Linked DNA regions of Zea mays: region 2 is linked to region 1. A link is a contact called in public Hi-C data. All regions are on one chromosome and are shown on one strand. Each heading gives the region's core, a stretch centred on a gene start, on an enhancer-like site or on the middle of the called end of the contact. The rest is flanking DNA. Distances are from core to core; before and after follow the strand shown. Region 1 holds the start of LOC100383398 (putative calmodulin-binding family protein). Region 2 has its middle 12 kb from the start of LOC109945899.

What was found. A called contact is a pair of places that touch in the nucleus more often than the background predicts.
Region 2: a contact with region 1 is called in a Hi-C map of leaf, with 5 times the contacts expected there. The contact joins the enhancer-like site here to the promoter of LOC100383398 in region 1. A contact is called at or near these places in 7 of 25 Hi-C or Micro-C datasets (bundle sheath, ear, endosperm and 2 more).

Annotation. Positions count from the first base shown.
Region 1 is chr4:194,000,053-194,006,511 of Zm-B73-REFERENCE-NAM-5.0, forward strand. LOC100383398 (putative calmodulin-binding family protein) reads right to left here and starts at 3,201. Exons shown (of 9, transcript NM_001176053.2): 1 at 2,759-3,201; 2 at 2,283-2,397; 3 at 2,152-2,217; 4 at 1,780-1,868; 5 at 1,498-1,585; 6 at 818-961; 7 at 604-696; 8 at 20-121. The coding sequence starts at 2,916.
Region 2 is chr4:194,217,232-194,223,690 of Zm-B73-REFERENCE-NAM-5.0, forward strand. No RefSeq gene overlaps it. Among protein-coding and RNA genes, the nearest start is that of LOC109945899, 12 kb to the left of the region's middle. Within about 2 kb of position 2,345, at least 14 of the 20 cell types and tissues checked have an H3K27ac peak or open chromatin away from gene starts, as enhancers often do. A contact at or near this core is called in bundle sheath, ear and leaf, where this site is marked.

The DNA.
Region 1 (6,459 bases), core at 1,951-4,450:
TGGTTAAGACAGTGTGTACCTCGACTTCTTTGAGGTCCACTCCGTTCTCTTCGAGGAAGTTCATGAAGTTGTGGAGGTTCTCTGCGCTAGGTTTGTAGTGGCCGCTGTACGCCCAGATGGACTTCATCCATAACAAATTAAAGAATTATCCAGACGCACAGATGGAAATGTACACTTACACGACGTAATCAAAGTAAGTAACAAAGATTAGATTATATTATATATATGCTGCGCAGCTCAAAAGTAGACAGTCAGAATCAGAATCAGAAACTGTAGTTTCCAATATACTGCGAAAAGAAAAGGTTGTGCAAAGATATTCTACGCATGGATATCAATGTTCTGGTCTGTATTCTATAATCTGTCCTTTGGAAACGGATTGACAAAACAAAACAAAAAAAAATAGTTATTCCTGGTAGCCCGTGGAGCAGAAAAGAATGGTTTGTGTAGGATCACGCGCAGTGAACGAATCGATTCTTAGGGCACAAACAGAACTTGTTGGTCAAAGGTGTAAGAACAGCACAAGCAGGAATACCAGCAAAGTAAAGCAACGCCAAACAAAGCAAAACAAACATTCCAACATGCAGTGGCAGCTTAAAAGAATACCTTGATCACTCCACTTTCTGCAGTGAATCTCCCAGCAGCTATAGTTGCACCTCCTGCCAGAAAGCTGGAGTGCTGGAACACGCCTCTCTGTTTCTGGTGGATATATAGAAACAGGTTTAGCAGAAGTAAAAGTAGTGAAATGTAACAAAGACATAATATTGTCTCAGCAGAGTGCGGGGCCACTGTAAGACAGTAATAGAGTAGACATTATTACCTTGCCAGCATAAAGCTTTTTTGCTGTACTCATAACAAATATCCATTTAGTCCCCTTAGGACGCCTTGTATCAAGTGGTTCCCCAGACTGTTTGTGGATAACCTTTCCCTCGCTAATGATGTATTCGTAGTGCTCACGCTCTTGCTGCAAAAAAACATTGGACAGATGTTAGGGCTTCAAACTATGCTGTAGGTTTAGTGCCATGAGACCAAATAGTTTGTTAAAACAAACACCTTTTTCCTGTTCTTGAATATGTTTAACGTTGCGGGAAACAATTGTGGTTTTGTTAGTCATCCAGATTCATGGATAAAAGAAATATGATGTTTGATTCATAGCAGGCCAGGGAAACAATAATTCATACTTGAGGCCACGTCAAATGCAGTTCATATATAAAACATTTTTTTTTGTTTTAAAAACAAGAATATGAAGAATGCATATTTTATTTGATTAAAAAAACAAAGACAAACTCAATGAAAATGTTTTATAGTAAATGGTAGTGCTATTTTTTTAAAAAAAGATAGTGATAAAATCAACAAACGAAAGCTCTGTGACACTGGCATGATATTTGTGGATGAAGTGTGAGTCAAGCCAGCATACTGCTCTCCACAGAAATTTTCAGCAAGTTTATATGTCACAGACTCTAAGTAAAGATAGGCAGCTGTTGGTGGAACATATCTTACCGGACCAAGATACCTAATGCATTGCTGCTTCAGCAAAGCTCTTGGACATTCAGGAAGGTCCAGATCCTTTCCCTCGCCGATATCAAGCCTACATACGCGCAAAAAAACTAGATTTAATTGTCATGCCATCAAACTGATAACTGTGATTCCAGGTATGAACAGACATTCCTATGGTAACTGGAAATCTCTGGCACGAGCAAACGTTTGAATATGCATTGCGCTATTTTGTTCAAAGAACGGAATTTGCCAATGTGACTAAGCCGTTTGTGGTGAGGTTCTTACCAGTAGAAGAATGGCTGGCCTGCTTGGCTTTTGCACCATTCATCGTAGTAGAAGTGCAGGTTGTGCCCATACCTATGCCGCGGGTCGATCTACACAGAACAACTGAACAAGTGAATACAGCTATAAAGGTTCCATTGCAATTTAGCGTTGCAAACAACTGAGTATCACTTTATCAAGAAACGGACGCGACTTTTATGAGCTGAACAGGCGGGCATTTTTACAAACCATGTTCACACAAGACTAAAGTCCAAGTCAAATGATAACGGAAAGTAGCCTCCTTCCACACAGACGCATAGGAACAGCACCAGATCCAAAGTAATTGTACTAAACTAAAAGGTAGCACTAGCGATTACTAGCACAGTATGTACTCACCGCTTCGATCCAGTGCTGGAAAGCCAGCTTGAGGGCCTTGCCGTCTCTGGATAAACCCTGGCCCACCTGTTACAAGCCAGCGACATGAGCAACAGACGAACATGAGTGACATGCGTAGCAGTTGGGAGGACCTTGGATGCGTTGAGGCTGACGCGGTTCCAGCGCGAGGCGGCGGTCTCCGGTTTGGGCTCGTCGAAGAAGGAGACGGTGCTGTGCTCCAGGCGCGCGTAGTCCAGCGCCTGCCACCTTCGTTCATTGACCCCAATCACAAACCCCATCTATATCAGTCTCAATCAAATCTCAACCTCAACAGGGAAAAAAAAGAAAAGTCTTTAGTAAGCTGTAACCAAATTTAGGCAAAAAAAATTTCCAGGGACACCAAAATCTGCAAGAACCAAAGGAGGGCCGTTTCGATGGAATGGGACGCAACACACGACGCAGAGCAGCAAGAACCGAAGAAAAGCGAATCCCAAAAAAAGCAAAGGGGGCGTACGCCGCCACTCTCGTCGTTCAGTACCAAATCGAGCCGGACAAAGGGGGGGAAGGAGCCAGTAGCCACACCACCAGAGGCATGGGCCGTGGAGAGGAGAAGGGTCCGAGAAGATACCAGAGCTCCTCGACGACGACGGCGGAGTCGGCGAGCTTCCGGCGGGTCCGGTAGCTGCGGTACACCTTCTGCACCTTGGTGGCCGCGCCATTCTCGCCGGGGCCCTCCACCGGCGAGGGAGGCGCCAGCTTATCCGGCCCCGCCGCCTCCACCTCCATTGCTCTGAGATTGGGGAGCGAGGGTCCGACGCGCTAAACTTGGACCCAGCCGGCGGTTTCGTCCGCGGAGGCGGAGGCAGAGGCCAGAGGGAGAGGGCGAGAATGGTTCTGCTCCGGGCAGGCGGGCACTCGTTCAGTGTGTCAAGGACGAGGAGGGCAGGTGCGAGTTTAATCCGTGGATTAACACGCGAGCCGAGGGGAAGGGAATAACTAAAGGCAATTAATCTAGAACGGGGAGCAGGGCAGGGATCGCATTCGCAGCAGGAGGAGAGGAACCGGACCGCGGATACGACGACGACGAGTCGTTGGCGCCACCTACCGCTTCTTGGCTCGTGTTCCGTGGCGGAGGGTGGCGCCATAACTGCGCGTGGCTGGCCCACTTGTCATAAAGTAACTAGCGCATGACCAAAGGCGTGGGTGCCTGGGTGGTGCCGTGGTGAGATGGCAATTGGTACTCAAACCCGAATGGTTTTACTCTTACAAGTTTTGGTCAATTTTTAACCGACGGGTCATGGTTACGGCGGACAGTGGATTTTTTAAACCCGACCAAATCTAGTGCATGCTGTTATTTTATTTTATATTCGAACAATAAACTTGGTGTCTCCTTATTTACTTCTTAATTTTTATCAAATGTAAATGTATAAGTAGTTGGTGGGAGTTTTGCTTGCTTGCTTGCTATTACAGTTTTACTAGCGTTATATATGTGGTGGATGGATAATATAGTGCAAGCTCACTTGATTATACAACTTATCATTTATGTTTATGTCATATAAATGAGAGATATTATAAATATACATATATACTAATAATTCGAATATACAAAATATGATCGTATCTGAATAATTGTCTCATTTAAGAAATGTCTATCTATATGATATATGGAAACCGTAACGCAACTAATATAAATAGGGATGGATCCTAAACATCCCAATTATATTACAAATTTAATGTTTTTACATAGATGTGCATAGAATTTGGTGCTAATCTTTAATCATGTTGTTAAGCATATTATTGAAGACAAGAATATTTTTTGTATAATTTATTGTGTGCATTATTTTCTCCCTACAATGAAAAAGGTGAAAAGCTTTGTAACAGTTTCCGAATTTTATATCAATTATTTTTAAAAAAGATATATATATATATATATATATATATATATATATATATATATATATATATATATATATATATATATATGAATCTTAATAAGCTCAATGTTAAAAACAAACATATAAAGTGACACAACAAATTCTATATCTTATTTGTTCGGAATCGAAGAAAGAAGACCAAAAACTTAACATCCGTATAAGTATCTGAATCCATACCTAAATATAAAGCATGAGTTTACGAGCGTCGCCAGCGTTCGTCGTGCGCCAGCGAAATATGGAAAAAGAGAGCAGCCAACGAGATTCAAATTGTGGTCTCTATCTAGGATGAAAGCACTCGCTTCAAACCATTACAACTTATGTTAGCTTATGTTGTACAAAGAAACATTATCATATATAGAAACCGTAACGATGCACATGCAGCTTAGTACTAGTTATCTTCTATTTGTCTACTGTTAAGTTTCATGAACCAACTAATCTATTCAAAATGTTAAGATGATGGAGAGAGGTGAACAACTAGCTTATATTATAACATCTACCAGTTTTTTATCTGTATATACGGGGATTATGTGTCACATTATATATCTTTGTTATATCTTCTCCTATATATATATATATATATAACTCTATTGACCCACCACCGGCACTGCATAGGCTCCCGTGTCCATTTTTTTGTTTGCATGAGATGAGAGTCAAGTTCTTCCTCCATCTTTCACTCTCCCGCATCATCAGCTTGGCTCTAAGCTACTAGTTGTTTTTTCTCTCTCTCTTAATTTCTTATAGTGAGGAAAATATATAAGTACATTACTGTTTTTTTTTTGAGCTGCTCTGACCGCAAGGGAAGACCGACCAAGTCATGGTCAGGGACAACAAGGAGAGCACGGTCTGGCTGGCACGCGTTTGACCCTGCGTTGTGCGGGCATGCGGCTCGCTCCTTATTGGTGGCCGGGGACCGCGTTGGACAGGCGACCGACGGGACGTACGTGGTGGTGCGCCGGACAAGAGGCTCTGCTCGCCGTCGCGGTCGCGGTCGCCGTCGCCGTCGTGGCCGGACTCGTGGCCATCGAGCGCCGCACACGTGCACATGACATGGCACATTGACGTGCGCGCCGTGCTGTGCCGCAGCTAGGCTAGCTCTTATTAGCTATACTCTGGGCTGAATCGGCGTCGGTCGCTGTTGCTGTCGCTTTTGCAAAATCGTGTGCTAGGGACTACGGACTAGGGTAGCCACGCAGCGCGGATGCGATACGGCGGTGTGGTTGTGTGGCATAGCTTTTTTTCTTTCTTTCTTTCACAAATCTTCTATAGTTGTGTGCGGATGTGTTTCGTACTCCAAAATAAGTATTCTCTCTCTCTTTTTTTTACAAAGTATTAGCTTTAAAATGAAGCTTCTAAAATATGCTCTCACACAGATAGAATCAAAAGCAGAAAAAAACTAAAAGTCATGGCTCGTCCGAGGCCAACCCTAAGCGGGAGACGCAGTCACGACTCGCCCGAGGCCAATTTCGGACACGAGACGCAATTGAGACTCACTCGAGGCTAACCTCGGACATAAACACACATTCCCAACTCGCCCGAGGCCAGTCTCAGGCCAGAAGCGCATTTCTGATTCGCCCGAGGGTGTCTCTCGGGCGACGCTCCGAGAGCTACCCGCTCCGGCCAACCACTTTGATCCCAGAACGTGCATCCGTACGTTCACCTACCCCGCTGAGAGTGCCAAAGTGAACAAAAGGACGACACGACTATGGTCGAATCTACCTTTACCGCCCACGACGATGCACATGACGCGAATATGGGACACTATTCCTCCACTCCGACCACTGTTTCAAGCACCTAGAACGTGGCTACGTGCAATGTCCGATCCCGACCTTGGCTCGGGAGAAATCTTAAAAGATGTGGTTACATTTACGCCCGTGTTTGGATCCTTGGAATTGGATTATATTCTAATAATAGTAGTTCAGGCAAAGGTCAATTAAGCTAATATGATTTTATGCGAAATATATTTGTATGCTATTATTAGCGGTACGTGGGAAATATTTATATGCTATATTTTTACTATAGAGGAGTGAGGCAAGTGTGTCTTATAAGTTACAGAGTAGAAACATATTATGTTGATATATAAAATCATTTTACATATATACTCTACCCCATAAATTTGAGATAGACTTATATCTGAGCTTTAGAAAGTGGTGGATGTTTAATCCAAGCTAAATAGACTACTTTTTTTAAGTAAATTCTAATTCCTCCAGAATGAATAAATTCGAACGACCCGTTATCGTACCTCACTCCGACAAGTAAATTTACTATGCGCATTCCGGGCTCCGAAGGCTGTGCACGGAGGACGCAAGATTTATACTGGTTCGGACAGAACGTCCTTACATCCAGTCATCGGTGGCTTACACTACCGAGACCATTGATGATCAAACTCGTAGTAGGG
Region 2 (6,459 bases), core at 1,095-3,594, 220 kb after region 1:
GACACGGCGACAACTTAAGCGGCTAGTGGAGGTGTGCGACATGGGAGGTACTTCATATTGTCAATTCTATTTATTTCGATAACTATGATTCTATCTATTATATATATATTCTAACACTCTATGCAAGTTTCTTATCGGCGACGACATTGTGGACTGTCGAAGTTATAGTAGGCAGTCATCCTTCTCTGTCAGGACCAGTCGGCCTCGGTGATCATCTGCACGGAAGGAGGAGTTAATAGAGGATCAACGGAAGTTACGGGAGGAGATGCAACAAATGCACCAACAGATGAAAAATGAGGCAATCACAATAGATGTATATGTGGATGCATCACCATGTAATAGTTCGACTTCACTTTAGTTATTTATCAAATTTTCAAATGCTTCTAAATGCACAAATGATAATTTGTTTACTTGCAGGCGTACGATAGTGAAATACCTAAGCACAACCTTACTCCGACTCCGCCAGTGAATCCCACGTCTTCGCATGGTGATGCATCACAGGTTTACTTGTGCAACTGTATCAAGCTACAGTTCTATTTCTTGAACATGAAACTGACTCTCTTCTAATAGGATTCTAGGACAGGTCTCCATGACCAAATGATGCCACCATTGATGTCGTGGGGATTTGTTCCATGGTTGTCTTAGATGCCACCATAGATGATGCCACAAATGACCCCACAAATGCTGCCAAAGATGCCACCGTTGATGCCATCTCAAATGCCACCGATGCCGCAAGCGATGTCGTGGGGATATTCTCCTATGGGGCAGTCACAAATGGGGAAGGGAAATGTTCCCTTGGGCCATTTCCAAGTGCTTTGGTGATTAAGTGCCCAACACATCACTTTGAGCTAACATGCCAATTGTGAGTATGAGCACAGGGTTAAAGAGAAGCAGATTGAGAAATATTGGGTACATTGCAAATCCTAGTGAAATGGAAAAAAGCAAAGGTATGAATCTAGCACTTAATCAATTGTTTTAGTTGCTAACTATGTTTGTCTAAGTGTTAGGCAACTTCACAAGTAAAGATAAATTAGAACGGAGAAGTTTGGCTAAGGCTGGCCAAACTTGCACCAGCCTGCGGTGCACCGGACTGTACGATGTGCACCGGACTATGTCCGGGTGCCCAGGCTGACCAACCCGGTGAACATGCCACTCTTAAGAAAGAGTCGGTCGTACTTACTATAATTCACTGGACTGTTCGGTGAGCCAGACGGCCAACGGCTCTCGCTCGTGCCAACGGTCGGCGCGCGATCTCTAGCTGCCACGTGTGTCGAGCCAACGGTCACTAGGTCGCACCGGACAGTCCGGTGCGCCACCAGACTATCCGGTGTGCCATGGGGCCAACGGCTGGTAACGGTCGGCTTCGCCAAATAAGGAAAGAAATCGCGCATTGTTCACAGTCCAGTGTGCACCGGACAATCCAGTGCACCCGTGGACAGAAGGCAATCAGTGCATGGAGCTATAAAAGAAACCCCTAGGCGCATGGAGCACACCACCAAGAATCCTTTGAACATTTTGCAACACCGAGACATTGCAACTACGCTATTTCTTTGCTAGATAAAGAATTGAGCACGTGTTTTAAGCTGTAACTCGGTTGCATTGTCTCTTGTGCTCTTCTCTCGACTTGTGTGTGTGTTGCTGTGATTTTGTCTCTTGTGTGTGTTTCTCCCCCTCCCCCTTCTCTTGTGTTTGATTGAGATCAATTGTGTAAGGTGTGAGAGACTCCAACTTGTGGAGATTCCTCACAAAGTGAAAACTTGAGATAAGGAAGAAAATTGTGGTACTCAAGTTTGATCTTTGGATCACTTGAGAGAGATTGAGTGCAACACTTGACCGAAGGAGGTCACCACAAAGTGGAGTAGGAATTGGCCGAAACACAGGATAAAATCTCCGTGTCACTTGTGTATTTCTTTATTGTGATTGTTTTCTTACATAGAGTTCTCACATATCCACTTGTGTTTTTTATCCTAAGTTTGATACATATCTTAAAGGAACGATCAAGTGAAGAGTTCTCTTCTTCTCTCTACCTCTATTCATCTCAACTTGGTTTTGGTTCTACTAAACACTTATTATAAACCAAGTTTGTCTTGTTTAGAGTTGATTTTTGCAGGATCACCTATTCACCCCCTCTAAGTGGTCTCAATTGGTATTAAAGTCATTCTCTTCATCAAGAGACTAATCGCCCCAAGAGGTTGATAAGATGGTAAAGTTGCTGTGTTGCTACAAATACACAGATCTCACTCTAGCAAAACGAAAATGCAAGAAAGTGGTCCTGTATGCTTTGCTGTTAAAGCACTCCGACATAGATGTCAGTGAGCATGCTCATTTGGACGGCAGTGAGCATCTTGGTGCTTCTGTATGGCACTTTGCAGTCAGCACACGTGTGGATAAACAAATGCTAGTCCTACCTAACAATGCTAAAGGTGACAAAGCACAATTTTGGGTTCTTTTTTTTAAAAAAAAAGAAGAAGGACAAAGCACATTTTGCAGGTCGCGTCTGATAGCGATTTTTGGATAGGATAAAAGGAGGCGTGTGGGAGTGTGAAGAAGGACTGCAGGAAACGGCGATGGATAGGAAGAGCGGAACGACTCTCACCGAACGAGCTTGCTTTGTGTTGACCTCTAAACACCAACGAAAACTAGATCCTGCGTAGCTGCAGAGAGAGATGCACTCCTTTCTGCAGGCGTGGACCATCCGCGTGTAAGCGATGGATCATCCGCGATAGCGCAAAGAACCCGAGAAGAACTAAGATCTCACCTTTCGAAAGGGATGCGTCGGGAGGAAGGATCTTGAGGTCGATTTGGCTTTAGCGTTACCCAAAACTTCTCTAGACGACATAGAGTCAAATAAAGATAGAGATTTGAGGTTGAGAGGCTACAACTAAGGATAGAACTACCAAGGCTAATACTTAAGTGTTGAGCACCATATGTGGTACCTGTGAAGGCTGAACGGTACGGAACTGTGGCCCGGACCGTCCGTGCCGCGGACTATCCACGATTAGATTAACTCAGACAAGAAAACTCAGGTTTCCATGTGTGTTTATCATGCAAATTCTGTTAGGAAACGCATAGAAACGGTACATACCCTCTCCTCATATATATGAAGGGGTATGACCGATTGCGGTATCAACAATTGAACCAACCAATTAAATCTACTTTATTTCCTTCATTCTTCATCGAATTAGGAGTAGGAGTAATCTAAACATAATTTTAGTCTTTCCTCATTTCTAAATCTTCATGCCTTTTCGACTCTATGCCGTCTAGGGACGTTCCGGGTGGCCTACCGATCTCGGGGCACAACTGGAACTCTCTTCCCTGACGGGCCCTGCCGGGGGCGAGTTCTAGTTGTTTTTTGTAAGGAAGGCGACCCTCTGAGCATGTGCAGATTATTCGGCCTAGAGCGCGGGTTGTCCGACACAAGAGCAGAGAAGACCCTCTCCAGCCGCAGGATCGCAAACCGTCCAGCCCCGAAAGCACCGCCAGGTGGTACACTACTAGTGTTTAGCCCCAAATCTGAGCCGGCAATAAGGTAAATAAGATAAAACTATATTTTGGTCGACTGTCGGATGATTTAATCCATCGTATACCTTTATATTTATAGGAGAAGGTTTAAACCTGTTTTAGGTGGAATCCAACAAATTCCTATAAGATATTAGGATAAACCTGTACGTGATCAGAACTCCAAACTAAATTAATTTATTTGCGGACCTTCCAAACCACGAGGCTAGACCGTGCAGGGCATGAACCGTTCGGACTACAAGGTCGGACCTTCCTGTCATTCAGATACTAGATTTAGTGCTCAACACTTCGACTTGGTACCCATTCAAACTTGTACTAGAAGGTTGCTGCATCCACCTCAAAGTTGCGGACAAGTAGCCCACATGCCAAAACCCAGAGATCCTCCGACTTCATCATGTGCTGAAGGATGCACGAGCTACCATCTCGCGTTCTTCCTCAAATGACTAGACGCAAACGGTGAGATGGTTCAGCAACAAACCAGCATGTAATCCCACATAAACCGCACATTATCATGGCCATGCCTGTCGCTTTCGTTGGACACCTTTGGTAACAGCTGCTTGTTTTCTTGCGGATTTAGGTCTACAATGTGGCCGCCCAGACCTCCTCCTGCTTCTTGCCGTTCTGGCAGTAGGAAGCACGTTGCAGATGAAGCTAGGATCTGGTATGCTAGTTCTTTTTTTTTATGGGACATTGCTGCTTCAGTTGAGTTTCCCAAATCCCATCAGTGACTGGTTGTGTCGGAACTCGGAAGCAACTACGCAATCAACAATTGATGGGGTATCAGGTTCGTCTAGATAATTGGTTGTCAGTGACGTAGATGACAGTGAGCTGGCTGTTAAACTATATGAACGAACGAACACGGGCACCGGCCAAGATTCCAAGGACACGTGGAGAAACACTGGGCAAGGGAGAGGGAGACTTTGTAGAGGATACCATATTGCCTAATGTCTATCATCTTGGGAATTTGGTGTCAATCTTTGCAGCATAAGGTCTATTCTTTTAATTTGCTTTGTCCAGTACAGTAACAACTGAGTCCTTATCGCAATCGATCCAAACGGATTCGGATTAAACTGAAATTTTGCACATACCTTTACAAGGAAGTTTATAAGATGTACACTAAATTTGAGGTAAAAAAATTAAACTTCAAAATCATATTAAAAAACTCGAACATGAGTGGGGGTTTAATTGGGGTTTTATCAAAACAACAAATCTGTTAAAAAACTTATCCACGAGCTGGACCAGCTCATACTCGAGATTGCAATCAATCCAGGACAGTTTCTAAGCTAAAAATCAACCCCCAAAACACTCTCCAAACTTGTGAAGGCAAAAATCAACTCAAAAACTCAAACTAGAGGGGTTGAGAGGAGAAGAAGCGACTCAAAAAGCAAATACTATCATATTTGCCACAAAATGAAATGCCACGAAGACTAAGTGTGGTCATGACCACACGTCCTCGAAAATCCATAAAATTAGATGTTGTGGTTCCAAACATCTAAGGATCTCCTAGCTTAAGAGAAAGAGGAGATTACAAATTAAGTGAGGGAAATGAAAGTGATAAAAGAGATAGTTGAATGGTTTAGCCCTCCCTCTTATTTATAGAGGATTATTCCTCTTCCCTAAACTATCCTGTCGGGGAAAAAATGAACCAACTTTTGATATGTTGATCTTATGGCCACGCCCTCTTCATGAAGTTGCTTTGTCTGGACACACCTTTCATGGTCACGCCATGTGGAGCCTCCGATTTCCTCCTGAACTACGTCACTGGATTTTGAGGTCTAAACCTGGTGAAACCCATGAACTGTCGCATTAGGTGGTTTTGAGGCTCAACCACCGAAACCACTATGGATAGTGTTCTCCATACGTGTCCCCCACGTCCTGGACATGTGTCCCACCGATCCGCAATCTGGTCGGCGACACGATCGACTCTGCCATATCCTCGCGTCTATTAGTGTCCCTAGGTGTTAGCCATCATGGCTAGTCACCCAGCTTTTCTAGTCCATCGGCCAAGACTTAGCGCCCGTCATTTACCGCTCTTGGTACATCAACATGAACCCACATGACCTTCACCTTCGCCATTGACCACCATCTCCAAACTCCACACCTACACACCACAAGCCAAAATACATGTTTGCACACACACACACACACTCATGCCTCGGTTACTCCACACGACTCAACCCAAGACTCTACTTATTGATAACCACTCATCACAACTCAAACAATAAGAGCACATATCAACCTTTTGTTCGCAGAACAAGGAACCTAAAATGCATTCAATCCTCATATCTTTCACTCTCTCTATTACAAAAATATAGGTTGTTTTACTTTTATTCTCAAATCAAATTTCATACTTTTGTCTGTCACCTACATTTGAAGAGGAGAAAAGTAATTAACAGACCGACAACAGATCAACCAATGTTATAGTGGCCTTAATTCAAGAAGAAATTAAACACATATCAAATTAGTCCTACTGGGTGAATGGTTGAGCAAGGCAACTAAGGTCTCTTTTGGAAAAAAAAGGAAATGTGATTGAATTTGAAGGATTGAAATTCTATAGGAAACTTTCCTATTTCCCCTTTTGGAATAAAGAATTGAGTTCCTACAAATTCTGTAAAATTCCTATGTAATGGCCCATTGTAGTGAGATCTTGGAGGATTTCTAACATGAGGTCCAATCTCTTGGAAATTTTCTTTTGTGTCTATCTCTCTCCTCCAATTCGTGTGTTCTTCCTTTGTTACATCCAAACGCTCTATTAGAAGTTTTTCTATGTTTTCAATTATTGTATGATTGCAAGTGTCATGCAACTCTATTCCATCCTACGTGTTTTCATATTCCTGTGTTTTATCAATCCTGCGTTCCAAAGAAGGCCTAATGCAGATGAATAGGTGCATAATCCAATTTTCATTAGACCCAGTGGTTGAGCCAAGAACGTAAGGTGCC